2 separate regions of the Mus musculus genome follow, and region 2 is linked to region 1. Evidence: chromatin contacts called from public ChIA-PET data. All regions are on one chromosome and are shown on one strand. The core of a region is the stretch at or near the end of the contact, and the rest is flanking DNA. Distances in the headings are between cores, read along the strand shown. Region 1 has its middle 25 kb from the start of Gm40750. Region 2 has its middle 72 kb from the start of Gm34983.

Region 1 (6,332 bases), core at 1,394-3,893:
TTTTAATTATATACATTGTGGCATGAATCAATAATACTATATGACCTGTCCATTCTATTCTTCAATACTATGATTTATTATTTCTGCCTGGAACAATGGGTTAGGATGAAGGATTAAACAACTAAAACCAACACTTTATCTTCTAACTCCCTAGTCTACTCCAAAGTTTCTAAAGTAGATACAAAACCCAGGAGAAATGAGACACTGGAAAGCCATGACATTTATACAGTATCTTGTTGTAGCAACTAATTTGTGCTATATAAGAAATTATCCTCAGAACAATGAAACTTAAAACAGTGTTCACTTTCTTGTCCATTACTGTTTTGAGCTGGTGTTTGGCAGGCAATTTATCTGCTAGGAGTATCCACAGCAATACAATCAGTGGGTGTAGATTAGCCAGGAGCCGAATCAATGGCTGGTGTTTGGCATGACTTGAGAATGAGAACATTTCAACAGCACCCCTCTTAACTCACTAGGTAATTGGTGGGAAAAAAAAAATCTCCCTTATCTACTCCTCTGGCTCCAGTCTTCATAGAACTACCAGATTGTTTAAAATGTGAATCTAGTTTTATCTCTTGTTTAAAATATGTCTGTGATCTTCATGGTATCTAGAATAGTAACCACATTCTTCACCAAAGCTGTCAATTTTTGTGGCCTTATCTCTTTAGAACTTCCTAGCAATGAGGCCTACAGTCTATTCCCTATCATTTTCTGAATGTGTCATGCATGTCCTATGGGACCACTGACCAAGCTGTATTTCCTTTCTAGAATACTTATCACCTCCCCCTTTCCTTCCCCATCACACTTATATAACACTTTTATGAGACACAAATACTGTTCAGATTCCTTCAAAATGTAGACTCCTGTTTTTGTCCTCTCAACCTTAGAAAGGATCAAGGATAGCACCGTTGGAGGAAATTGAGAGACCGAGAGGTTGAGTAACTTGCCTAAGGTTATGTGCAGTCATGGACACACCCGAGGCTTGAGAGAACCAGATTGCCTGGATGTTGAATCTACACATTTATCAACCACATTCTCAGCCTCTCCTTCATCTCAGTAAATACATTACTTTTTAAAAGCTCAGCCCATGAGCCAGTCCTTCCTGGAAGCCTTCAGAGATTTCTCAGTCTCAATTAGCATCTGGGTTTATTTTTGTCTCAGCACTTAGGGGCACTGTACAATTGAAGTCCATTTTCTTGTCTTAGAAACTTAAGGAAGGGAGACATATTTTATATCCCCAAGCTTAACACAATGCCTAGCAAAAGAAAAGAAATAGTCATATGTTGTTAAACAACCACAATGAGGAAAAAAAAAAAAGCAAGAAATACCCAAGGGATTAAAATATGTGGATGCACGGGAAATGCAGAAAGCATTACCTGTGCAGAATCTGATGGGGCTCTTCAGTTGAGGCCTTATGACCTGGCCTATCTATCTAATATCAGAAATAAACTTTAGAATCATCTGACAAATACTACAAATCCTCATGAGAATTCAAGTTAAACACATGACTTGACATTTATTTGTTTAATCTGCTCAATAGATTTTTTTTTCCTGTGTCAACCATGAAAGCTAAAACTATTTCTAGGCCTTTCATCTTAGATCAGCTTTCCCTTAATTTCTACACTCCAAAATGTTGAACAAAAACATGCCCCTTTTTGTGGTTGGAAAGTTGGGCTTTACATAGAACTTTCAACACACAATTGTCAGCACCTGATTAGGGTCATTCTCAAGCCCGGGACTTTTCTTCCTTCCTTAAATAGGTCTTCTAGATGAATCATCGCTAGCCACTCTATGATTATGCCGAGACCAGATACACAGCTTATAAAGAACAGCACACGCTGTGGTCCTTGCATCAGTCTGTGCTCTGATTCAGGCAGATTTCATTTTCATTCAATAAAAAAATTAGAATGAATCGTCTGCAGGAGTTTGAGCCATCGGTTTCTGCTATGGGAGCAAGGAAACAAGAGTTGGCGAAAGCGCACATCCACCCATTTCCAGCTTATTAGCATTTCTGATTCGGAGATGAATTTGGTGGAAAAGGACGTAGATGGGACCTTTATGATACCAATTAAATTATTTTCTGTGCTCCATGTCATTAACAAAACCACATATACATTTCGTCATCTAACACTGAAGTAGAGCCTTGTTAACTATTTGACAACATACTCATACTCATGCCTATTTATTCACTGGATGGATTTAAGGAAATGTAACATTTTGGTGATCAATAAGGGTTTCTTGTCATAGGTACATACATGGTCCTGAGTATTAATATGAAAAAGTCTCATATCCTTTTCCCTGGATGAGGCTAAGAACAAACAAACAAGATGGAAAGAAGGAAAGTCCTCAAATCTGCCATGCTGCATAACATTAAAGTAGATAGAAGAGATAGTATCTAAGAGATAGTAGACAGTGTGTAGATAGTGCATATTCTTGCCTTTAATCTGTCTCTCGAATGACATCCAAAGTGTATGAAACCATGACCCTGTGTTTCTACAATTGAAGGCTATTTCCTGAGCAGCCGCAGACACACAGAGAAAGTTCCCACACAGCTGAAGCATTCAGAAGGAGGGGGAGAGCATCCTGAGCTAGACTTGCCTCTGGTAGGGTTTCAGACACATTGCTCCTCCAGAGCAAGACAGAAGCTACCCCTTTCTGAGTCGTTCTAGCATCCTCTGACTATGGTTTTGTACAACTGTTTCCACCTCTATCTCCTGAGGAAAGACATCAAAAGAAAACAAAGCTCTGACACAGGGAACCATCAGAGCCAACAAAGAACAATGCCCCCCCCCCCCCTCCTACCACAGGCAGCAGGAAACAGAAGAGTGAGCTGTAAAGTATGCTAAGCCAATTACGAGGAATGGGAGGAGACACTGGGCAGGGGAAGTAAAATCAGCCCAAGCTGGGCCAGCAGACATGGCTCAGGGAAGAGGCTGCCCATGGAGGCAGTCCCTCATAAAAAAGAAAAATGGAATTCGAAGAAAGAGATTTTTTATCATGCTTTTTCTTTATGCTGAGGGATGTTATCCATATTACAGTGAAATATGAAATATGAACCCTCCTTCATATCCCTCCTCCACCAACATACCCCATGAGGAAAATTTTGAGAGTTATGTGTTCCCTTAGCCTTTTTTTCTGAGAAATGCAAGTAAATTATTTACTACATTCTGAAATTGCTACTGACAGCTGGGTTCCTTTGCTCACAGCACTGTTCTGGATCAAAATTCAGGGATGGCTGCTTCATGAACAATGCAAATCCTTGCAAAAACAAAACAAAATAAAACAAAAAAAACACTAGGACAACCAACTTTGCCACCACTTCCCATGGGTTTGAACTTTTTGAATACTTTGTAGAATTCAGTCATGTCTTTAGACCGATTCCCTCTACACTCCAAGAACATCTTAATCCATCATCGTTTGTTATTATTTTGTCTTTGTCATACATAACTTACTACACCATTGAAGAAAAGTCTTTCTTCTTTGTATTCCAGGCTGTAATTGACCAAACTTCCAGGAAGCGAGTGGATACTTCATCAGGTGATGCATAAGCCAACCCGTTTAAAGATGCAGATGATGTTCTACTAATTAAAACATGATTTTCAAAATGGAAAAGCTAGGTGTACTGGCTGCTTTTGTGTGTCAACTTGACACAAGTTAGATTCATCAGAGAGGAGGGAGCCTCAGTTGAGGAAATGACTCCATGAGATCCAGCTATAAGGCATTTTCTCAATCATTGATCAATGCGGGAGGGCCCAATCCATTGTGAGTGGTGCCATTCCCTGGGCTGGTAGATCTGGGTTCTAGAAGAAAGCAGGCTGAGTAATCTATGTGAAGCAAACCAGGAATCTGCACTCCTCCATGGCCTCTGCAGCAGCTCCTGCTTCTAGGTTCTACTCCCTCTTGAGCTCATCTCCTGACTTTCTCGAATGATGGAGTATGCTCTAGAAGTATAATAAACCCTTTTTTCCCCAAGTTGCTTTTTGGTCATGATGTTTCATTGCAGCAATAGAAACCCAAGGATACTAGGTATAATAATCCACTTACGTAAATTCAGTCCTCTGTGGAGAGCCGTGCCGCGAACAATCGTGTGCGTGCCGTGAGCAATCACCATTCTAAGATGGCGCTGGCTTTCACTGCGCCTAACTAGTAAACAAGCCTTATGTGCAAGTGCAAGAGTGAACTCACACCTCGTCACTGCCCATCTCGCGGCGTAGCAATGGGGTGATGGGCGAGTAACGAATCAGGAGCTGTCACGCCACATCAGGTGCTGAAACGTCACGTTGCGGGCTATATAAGCAGCACCATTTTCCCAGTTCGGGTCTTCCCTCCTGATAAGTAAGCAATAAAAGCTTTGCTGCAGAAGATTCTGGTTGTCCTGAGTGTGTTCTTGCCGGCGGGGACAAAAGCTAGGGATAGTCCTCAAAAAATTGAGGCAGGAAAACCATGAGTTCAGAATCAACCCAGGCTACATTGAAGGCTAGCCTGAGCTACAAAGCCAAAATAGTACAAAATAGTACAAAATAGTAACAACTATTGTTGTCCAGCAACAGCAGCAAAAAAATATATGTAAGTCTGATAGCTTTAGTGATATTGATGGTATGTCAATTTTCTCCACCTCATTATGATTGGTCTTATCAAATACTTTATGTGTTGTGTGATTGTCACTGTCAATCCACACAGGAAGGCTTTTCTTGTTGGCCTTACCAAAGTGTCTTTGTTTCAGCAATGCATTTGGAACTCAATTAATACTACTCTACTTTAACTCCTAAGAAAACTGTCACTAACTTAAGCTTCTTCTGTTAGGAAGTAGTTATGTAAGCAGCATTAATAATGTGTCTAAAAGCCAACTGCAAAATAGGCCAATTTCATTTCCCTGATTTTATAAAGATGCACACGAGATTACAGCCATGGCTCCCACACTTACTATCTTAATTATCTAGAAGTCTTTGTTGTGTCATTAGCCCTTATCAATCTACATATAATACCAGCATAATGAAATGTACCAAGCCCTTGTTGGATCCAAAATAGTAGTGTTCTGGGAGTAGTCTAAACTATTAAGATGTGGCGTCTAGGTAAGAGCACTTACTAAGACTCTTAATGGAAGGTACTGAGACCTGACAGGAATAGGAACTTTCCTACAGCTGGAGGAAGTTAAAACAGAATTCATGCAGTGCTGGACCAACATCAGGGAACTTATATCCAATACACACAAGTCAAAGAGAGTTGGAAAACTCAGTAAAATACATGGGCACGCACCCATTCTATCATGCATTCCTCAACAAATTTTCAATTGTGTGATTATACTTTGAGTGTGCACATGTCAGCAGACATATTTACTTACAATCAAGTCAAACAAAAGAATCAGGAGAAGACAGACCCTTTTGGGGCACCATGGATTCCATTTGTCCTGATAGAGTCAGTCACATGGCTGCATTGAACATCAATTTCTTCATCTTTTGAGTTATACAGCCAATGATGTTACAGGAAGGCACTTATAACCAAGTCTGCCACAGCTCCCCATTCTTTTCCAACACTGACTGCCCTTGACTTTGATTTTCTTCTAATAGCTCATGGTGTTCTGTTTTTCTTCAGACACGCGGCTTTTATAAAAACAATAATATTTCTGTTTATCACATAGGCTTTATGTAATCTCTTCTTTAGCTTTTTTAACAAACACATAAAGCCAGAGATATAAAAGATAAGAAATCAGAATCTAACTGGGGATGGTAGACCATACCTGTAATATTAATACTTAAGAGGTTAAGGTAGATTGTTCATGTGTTTCTACATTAATTTGATATTATTGTTAGTTGAAGTCCAGCCCAAGCTACCTGAGACTCCCTGAAAACAAAGGCAAAGAAATATATGAACCACAGCAAATAAAGAAGAGGAGGTTTCGAGTGAGATTCCAAAATTAGATGCAACTTGAAAGAATATCATAAGATCAGAAACAAACAATATTTACAGGTTTTCTTGTGACTATGTATACTTTAAAATGAAAAGCTTACAAGGCACATGAAAAGAAAAAAATCTTAAAGCAGAGATAACCTTGTCTCAGATATAAACCCTTAGCATTCAGTATTTTCCTTCCAATGTTTTTAACTACTGACAATCACACCATCCTCATGGGACCACACCTTGCTTTTTTTTCTGCGTTTGTTTTGTAGCAACCACTTCCTGCATTACCAGGCATTATTTTAAAACATTACTTTTAACAGCTGCCAGTTATACATGTCAGACTCTGAGTTTAACCACACCACACACACACACACACACACACACACATATATATGTAATTACTTTTCCTTTCACCCAATCTCAATTTTTTACCT
Region 2 (6,257 bases), core at 41-2,540, 600 kb after region 1:
ATTAGAGACCTGGTTTCCAAGTAAGAGGAGCCAACAAAGGATACCATTCTTATTTGTTTTAAGTGTGACTACAATAAGAAAGTCAGTAAAAAGAAAACAAGTGTCTGATTAGCACCTGATATCCAGGAGACTTCAAGATGTGGATTCTGGACCGCTCCAAGGTGACAGTCAGATTTCCTTGTGTGTTTGTTTGGATAACTTTTGGCCACTTGCATAAGTGACCTAGATGACTTTCGGGCATTAGTGCATGTTGTACTTCAGTCACTCTGGTGCATGAAGCCTGGGATGTCCCTGGATATGTGCTGATGATTCAAACATTGGCACTCTGTTTGGGAAATGTTTGGGCAGTCTGCTTGCTTTGACTTTGACTTTGACGGTTTTTTTTTTTTTTTTTTTTTTTTTTTTTGGTGGTTCCTCTGTAAGGAAATGGCCACGTGGGTTTTCCCTAGACTTCTGGTCTCATCTAAACACACACACACACACACACACACACACACACACACACACACACACACACACACACACACACCAGTCTTGGAAGTAGAATGCAATGATGTTGGATTCTGAGTGGAAAGGGGTACTGGAATAAGCCGCAGGCAGGGTCTTAACGACTGTACCTTGGGAGCATGGGTGTGTTGCACTTTTGCTAAAGACCTTAGGAGCCAGTAAACCTCTGAGAGCTGAGGGAGAAAGGCAAATCCAGGCAAGTGATTCATAGATTACAATTATGAAAAACAGGAAGAGAGGGCGCAAGCCTGTAATCAATCTTTTAAAATGGTAAGGCCACCTTCCTTTCCCATAGAAAATGGTCTCCTGGGAAGAGGTGCGGGTCTGTGCTAACACACTGGCCTTTTTGAATTGGTAACATGCTGCTTTGAGAGGCTTTGTTTGGCTGAAATTTGTCCTTAGTTTGTTCTCTGGCTTTCTCATTATTTTCCCCTAGATTTACGTGCTTATGGACTCCATCTTTTTGTCGGTACACACCCTTCAATAGCTGTTTGCTGAGTCCACGTTTCCCTGCATCCTTCCCACACACTCAAATACACATTGCCTTGTGCACTATTTTATAAAATATTTCTTTAATGTTACACACACACACACACACACACACACACACACACACTGGATTCTATGCTGTTTCTTGGGGAGATGCAAAACAAATCAGAATTCATCGCTTTCCTCAAAGAGCTCAAACCCGATCGAGCAACCACAGCATACACAGGCTCACACTTCCTCTGCAGAGCCACAATAATAGACCTGTGCGTGCTCATACCAGATGCAGGCCATTGTCAGAAGGATGGAGATGTGGGCAGGGGAGGTCACAGGAGGCTTCCGGAAGAAGGAAACCTCCCTTCTTGTACTTTAGAGATCTCCTGGTATTGATTATCTTTTTGACTTCTCTAAGCTTAAACCACTTCCTGTCTACTGCATCATTTCTACCGACCTTTAAGTTTGTTCAAGCTCCCACCATCTTAAGAAAAACAAGTTCTCTTAGCCATGTTTCCTTCCAGTTATTATCTCTTTTTTTTTCTTCCTTTTTTACCCCTACCCCTCATCTTTTATTGCTTGACTGAAGCAAGCCCACTGAAATCTGGACCACATCTTGATCTTGCTCCCAAATTGTTCTAAATAGAGGTCAATAATGACATTATGGTTGGTAAACACAACCAGATTGTTTTTGTGTGTGTATGTGTGCGCGTGCGTGTACAAACACTGTGCACACACACAATACACATTCAGAAGCCAAAGCAGGGCATTGGTTACTTTCTGCCTAATTGACTTGAGACAGAGTCTCTCTGTGAAGCAGGAAACTCACCATTTTTCCTAGGTTGGCTGGCCACCAAATTCTCCACATCTACCCATTTCCTCCTCTCCAACATTGAAGTTATAGGCACATGCAACTATTTCCAGCTTTTTATGTCAATGTTGGGGTTTGAACTCGGGTCCTTATGTTTGCAAAGCAAGAACTTGTACATTTCTGAGCCATCATCCCCAGCGCCATCTTGGTTTTGGGGAACAGAATCCCTCACTGTGGCTTGAGTCTCATCAATTAGGCTAAGGTGGCTGGCCAGTCCCCTGTCTCTGCTTTTCTGATGCTGGGACTAAGTGTCTGTATGGCACCATTCTGACTTTTTTTTATCTGGGTGCTTGGGATTGAACTCAGGTCTTCACACTCACATAAGCACTTTACCAACTGAGCTATGTCCCCAGTCTGACAGTCCTTTTCTTCCTTGCCTTCCTGGTTTCATTCATAGCTATGGCTATCTCCTTCATGATCCATCTCCTGCCCTGATTTCTCGACCCTCTCCTTTCTCTGGCTTTCCTTGTGCTTAGGAGCTAAGCTCTTTCTGGCTGTATACACATTCTTCTACAGTTCACAATTTAAAGATTGGTGTTACAAATTTGTAGGGACCTCTTTCAGTGCTGTGTTTTCTTCCTGAGGACACTTTCCCGTTATGAGTCCCATACAATTTTCAACCTGATGATACCTAGGTGATCCCCCCCCCCTTTGGGATGTAACTTCTGATCATTAGACTGTATCCATGCATCCCTCTAATCTATTTAGTAAGTAATTGCTGCTTCCCACTATGTGGCAAGCCCTATCTTAGAGGTGGAGGCTGAGCAGGAATCAGAAGGTCCTGCATTTGTGCACCTTCTACTAAAGCAGACTACAAAACCGTCTGCTGCCCCCCACCCCCAAATTGGGAAGCGCTATGGAGGAAAAGCAAGCAAGCAAGGAGGTGCTGGGATATGGGTGGAAGGCTTTGTTCCTTACCAAGAGTAATGAGAAAATTCCCTCTAGTCAGATGAGGGTTAAGTAGAGACCTGTGTGAGCGAGGGGGCACTGAGCCAAGCACGTACATAGAAGAGCTCAGTTGTCAGAGAACATCTCTGTTCTCCATCATCTACCCTGAGTAAGAAGTTCCAGATGATGAGTCTTCCACTCTGGGAACTGAGATAGATAATTAAGGGAAGAGGCGATGGTGTCATTTCTGTATTATCCCTTCCTGCCCTGGTACCCAACAAATGGACGACTTCTTTTCTTGCTTAATGCAGTTGAATCATACAGGTGGGCTTGAAATAGTCTTTGGAAATTACTGGCTATCCCAGAAACCATTGCAGCAATTATCTTCCCCCACAAACCACTCCCTACCCATGTTCTCAGTGTCAGTGACAGGCACAGGGAGACACCCTGTTGCCCAAACCAGAAACATGGGTATAAGCCACCCTCATCTCCGAAATATGATTCATCACCATGTTCCGGTTGGTGGCATCTTCTCTCATCTGTCTCTTTCAGCCTTTGTTGCTTCTTCCTCAGTGGCTCTCATCTGAATGGCTCCTCTGTTATCTACTGTTTTCGGTCCCTCCTCCACCAAGTACCTACAGGGCAGCAAAGGAAACTAGTCACATCACCACACAGAAGGGGAGTCTTAGAGCTTTAGTGTCTCCTCCTTGCCCAAGGGAAAGCGCTTCTGTTGCTGCTGCCAGTACACTGTGCTGTAAACTGCGATACTTTGGAGCTTCTCAAAGGAACAATATTCTTTGAAGCACATGGTAGACTATTCCATTTGCCTGCTTTTCTTGCTGGCTTCAGGTTTATTGAGTTTGAGTTTCACCTGGCAGCCCCGGCTGGCCTCAACTGGTTCTGTGGGCTAAGCTGGCTGGCTAGGTTCCCACTGTAGTGGGAACTATCCCCATCTCTTCTGCTCACTCATGCTGTTAGCTCTGTTGAATCTTTCCCTCTTGACTTGTATCTCAGTCTACTTTGCGATCTTGTTTGTTTTTAACAAGATAAGGCTACTTTATAAAGGGGAGTACTTCATTAGGTTCATAAATCTAGAGCCTGAGACATACAAACATTGCTGGTGTCCTTGAGGGTGTCCTTTGGATGGATTCCTGCACAGTGGAGAGAAAGGGAAAGAGAACCGGACATGCACAGAAAGGGCATGCGCAGAAAGGGCATGCGCAGAAAGTGAAAAGTAAAAGCGCTGGCCTCACGTTTAACCAGCCACTCTCACTACAGCTAGCCAGAGTCTTGGGAGAACCTCATTTATTTCTTTTGGAGAAGACATCTCCAAATGCCTTTGCTGACTCTGACTTTGAGCAATCTACCTTCTGTGTCGGGGACCAAGCTGAGCACTTGTGGAAGTTCAGTCATCTACATGCACACCATTTCAACTTGGATATCAATACTTCCCCAGAAAACCGTTGGTTTGGGCTGTGTGCCTCGTAAGGCGCTCTAGCCCTCTCTCAGGTATCGCTCTCCTTGACCGTCACCAAGTATTTCCTTGCCTGTATCATTAGGATAGTGCCTATTCTCTGAAGACAGGGGCTCTGTGAGTGTTTTCCCTGGTTTCTAGCCTAAGGTGGATATTCAACGGTTGCTCACTGGCTGAATGAGCAAATGAGGTACGGCTGAATAGGCATTCCCTAGACAAAAGAGCATCGGACACACAACAGCATGGCTTGAATAAAAATATGGAGCAGAAATGGGGGCTGCAGCTTTTTACCTATGAGAATAAAAATGGGCTGTGGGGAGCTAACTCTATCTGCTTGTAGTTAGTTAATGCAAAAAAAAAAAAAAAAAAAAAAGCTCTGTGAGGACTGGGACAACAACGGCGTATAGGAAGAGAAGTTATCCTGTGGCTTCATCCTTTCCTGGTCCTGGCTTGAAGTCCAGTTAATATTTCTCATCCCAAGTACCATTATTCCTTTCATGATGGTCAGAATTAAGAAGTGGCTTGGGTGACCTTGGCTCTCCAGTGTTACTCCATAGTCACTTGTAACAGAGCTGAAGTTGCTTGCTGGTGAATGAATGGCTACTAGTCAGGTTAATAAGGGCATGATCTAACGTGATCACACCCAAGTACTCTAAAATCAGACCTTCTTCTGACTGATCAGTGGAGGAGCCAAAGAAAGTGAAAGCACTCGGGAAGCATTGGGAAGGCAACCCTCTGTGCTTGATGTTGAGCACGGAGGGGCTCGGGTGGAAAGACATGGAGTGTCGCTTTGCGGGTGACAGGAAACAAGCAACAGAAGCTTCTATCCGACCCACAAGGACATGAACGCCTACGACAACTGTGGGAATATTGCTCGAAGTCTTAGCCCAGAACTCAGCCCAGTGACTCGAGGTTTCTGCTTTGTGAAATGCCGAGAGGAGAACCCAGTCAGGTGTGTTTGTAGCATGCCAGATTCTTGACTGTACAGCTGTAAGCTAACTAAGGTGTGTTGTTTCAAGAAGAACACTTTGTGGAAATTTATTACTGGGGGTGGGGAGTACAATGCAGAAGGACTGGGGAGATAGTTAAGATCTATTGCTTTTTTCTTGAGTCATAATTAAAATAGGACAACTAGCCCCAGGGCCTCACAGAGGAACAAAGACCACCCCAAACACTTGGCAATGGTGTCTTTTTTTTTTTAAGTGCCCATAATTAACTTATGTGAGAGACCCCATCCACTATCTCCTGGTTAGAGATGAAAACCCAAAACCTGGAAAAACACAAGTAGTGCAACCAAGCTCATCCTACTAGCAAGGGACAGCTGGGAGGAAATCAAAGGGTGTCTCACTGTGCTGTTTAAGTTGGTCAAAAGACTCAGGGATTCCATTGGTATTTACAGCATTTTAGCATTTCTTGGAAGAGGCTTTGATAGGCTTGTTACCCATAGGCATATGACAGTGGGAACGATTTTCAGATTCAAGTTGTGTCTCATCTCTCTTTGGAGTAGCCTAGAGAATCATTTTCAGGATGATGGTATCAATTTAGTTTAGTGGTTTTGTTGTTGTAGCTTAGATGAAGAGGAGAAGAAGAAGAAGAAGAAAATGAAAAGTAATTGGGGAGAAATGGTTAGAAGTAGTAAAAAAGAAATGGGCTTGATGTGGGTTTAAAAGCAGAGCTTTAGTCACAGATGTATTTAATTTGGCAAGTCCCCTCTTCATGTCTGTTCAAGCTCGGGCAGGTGTCTCCTTTTTTTCATGTGTTATAGAAAGCTTAAGGCTGTCTGCCTTGTGCCAAGGGGGGTGGGGGAAGCAATTAAATATTTTAATATTTCCTGCCTATAAAGTGTTCCCTGTTTTATTACTTCAAATGCATTGGATTTAAAAGAAGGTGTGAAAGACTCCTGAGCCATTAATAAAGGGCTGCAGCTGCCGAGGAGAGATGCTGCAGGGGGTGTTCAAAGGGATGTTTGGGGTCTGAGTACCTCATCCGCAGACTGTTGATTGATGGCGCAGGAGCATGAGGTAGACATTTGCAGTA

Evidence for each region. ChIA-PET counts read pairs in DNA pulled down with a chosen protein or histone mark.
Region 2: a contact with region 1 is called in an RNA polymerase II ChIA-PET map of memory CD8 T cells, with 8 read pairs. The contact joins two enhancer-like sites. A contact is called at or near these places in 1 of 484 Hi-C or Micro-C datasets (CD4 T cells) and 1 of 115 datasets of contacts at active chromatin or transcription factors (memory CD8 T cells).

The regions. Positions count from the first base shown.
Region 1 is chr10:98,779,403-98,785,734 of GRCm38.p6, forward strand. No RefSeq gene overlaps it. Among named protein-coding and RNA genes, the nearest start is that of Gm40750, 25 kb to the right of the region's middle. Within about 2 kb of position 2,644, at least 72 of the 459 cell types and tissues checked have an H3K27ac peak or open chromatin away from gene starts, as enhancers often do. A contact at or near this core is called in memory CD8 T cells, where this site is marked.
Region 2 is chr10:99,384,786-99,391,042 of GRCm38.p6, forward strand. No RefSeq gene overlaps it. Among named protein-coding and RNA genes, the nearest start is that of Gm34983, 72 kb to the right of the region's middle. Within about 2 kb of position 1,291, at least 44 of the 459 cell types and tissues checked have an H3K27ac peak or open chromatin away from gene starts, as enhancers often do. A contact at or near this core is called in memory CD8 T cells, where this site is marked.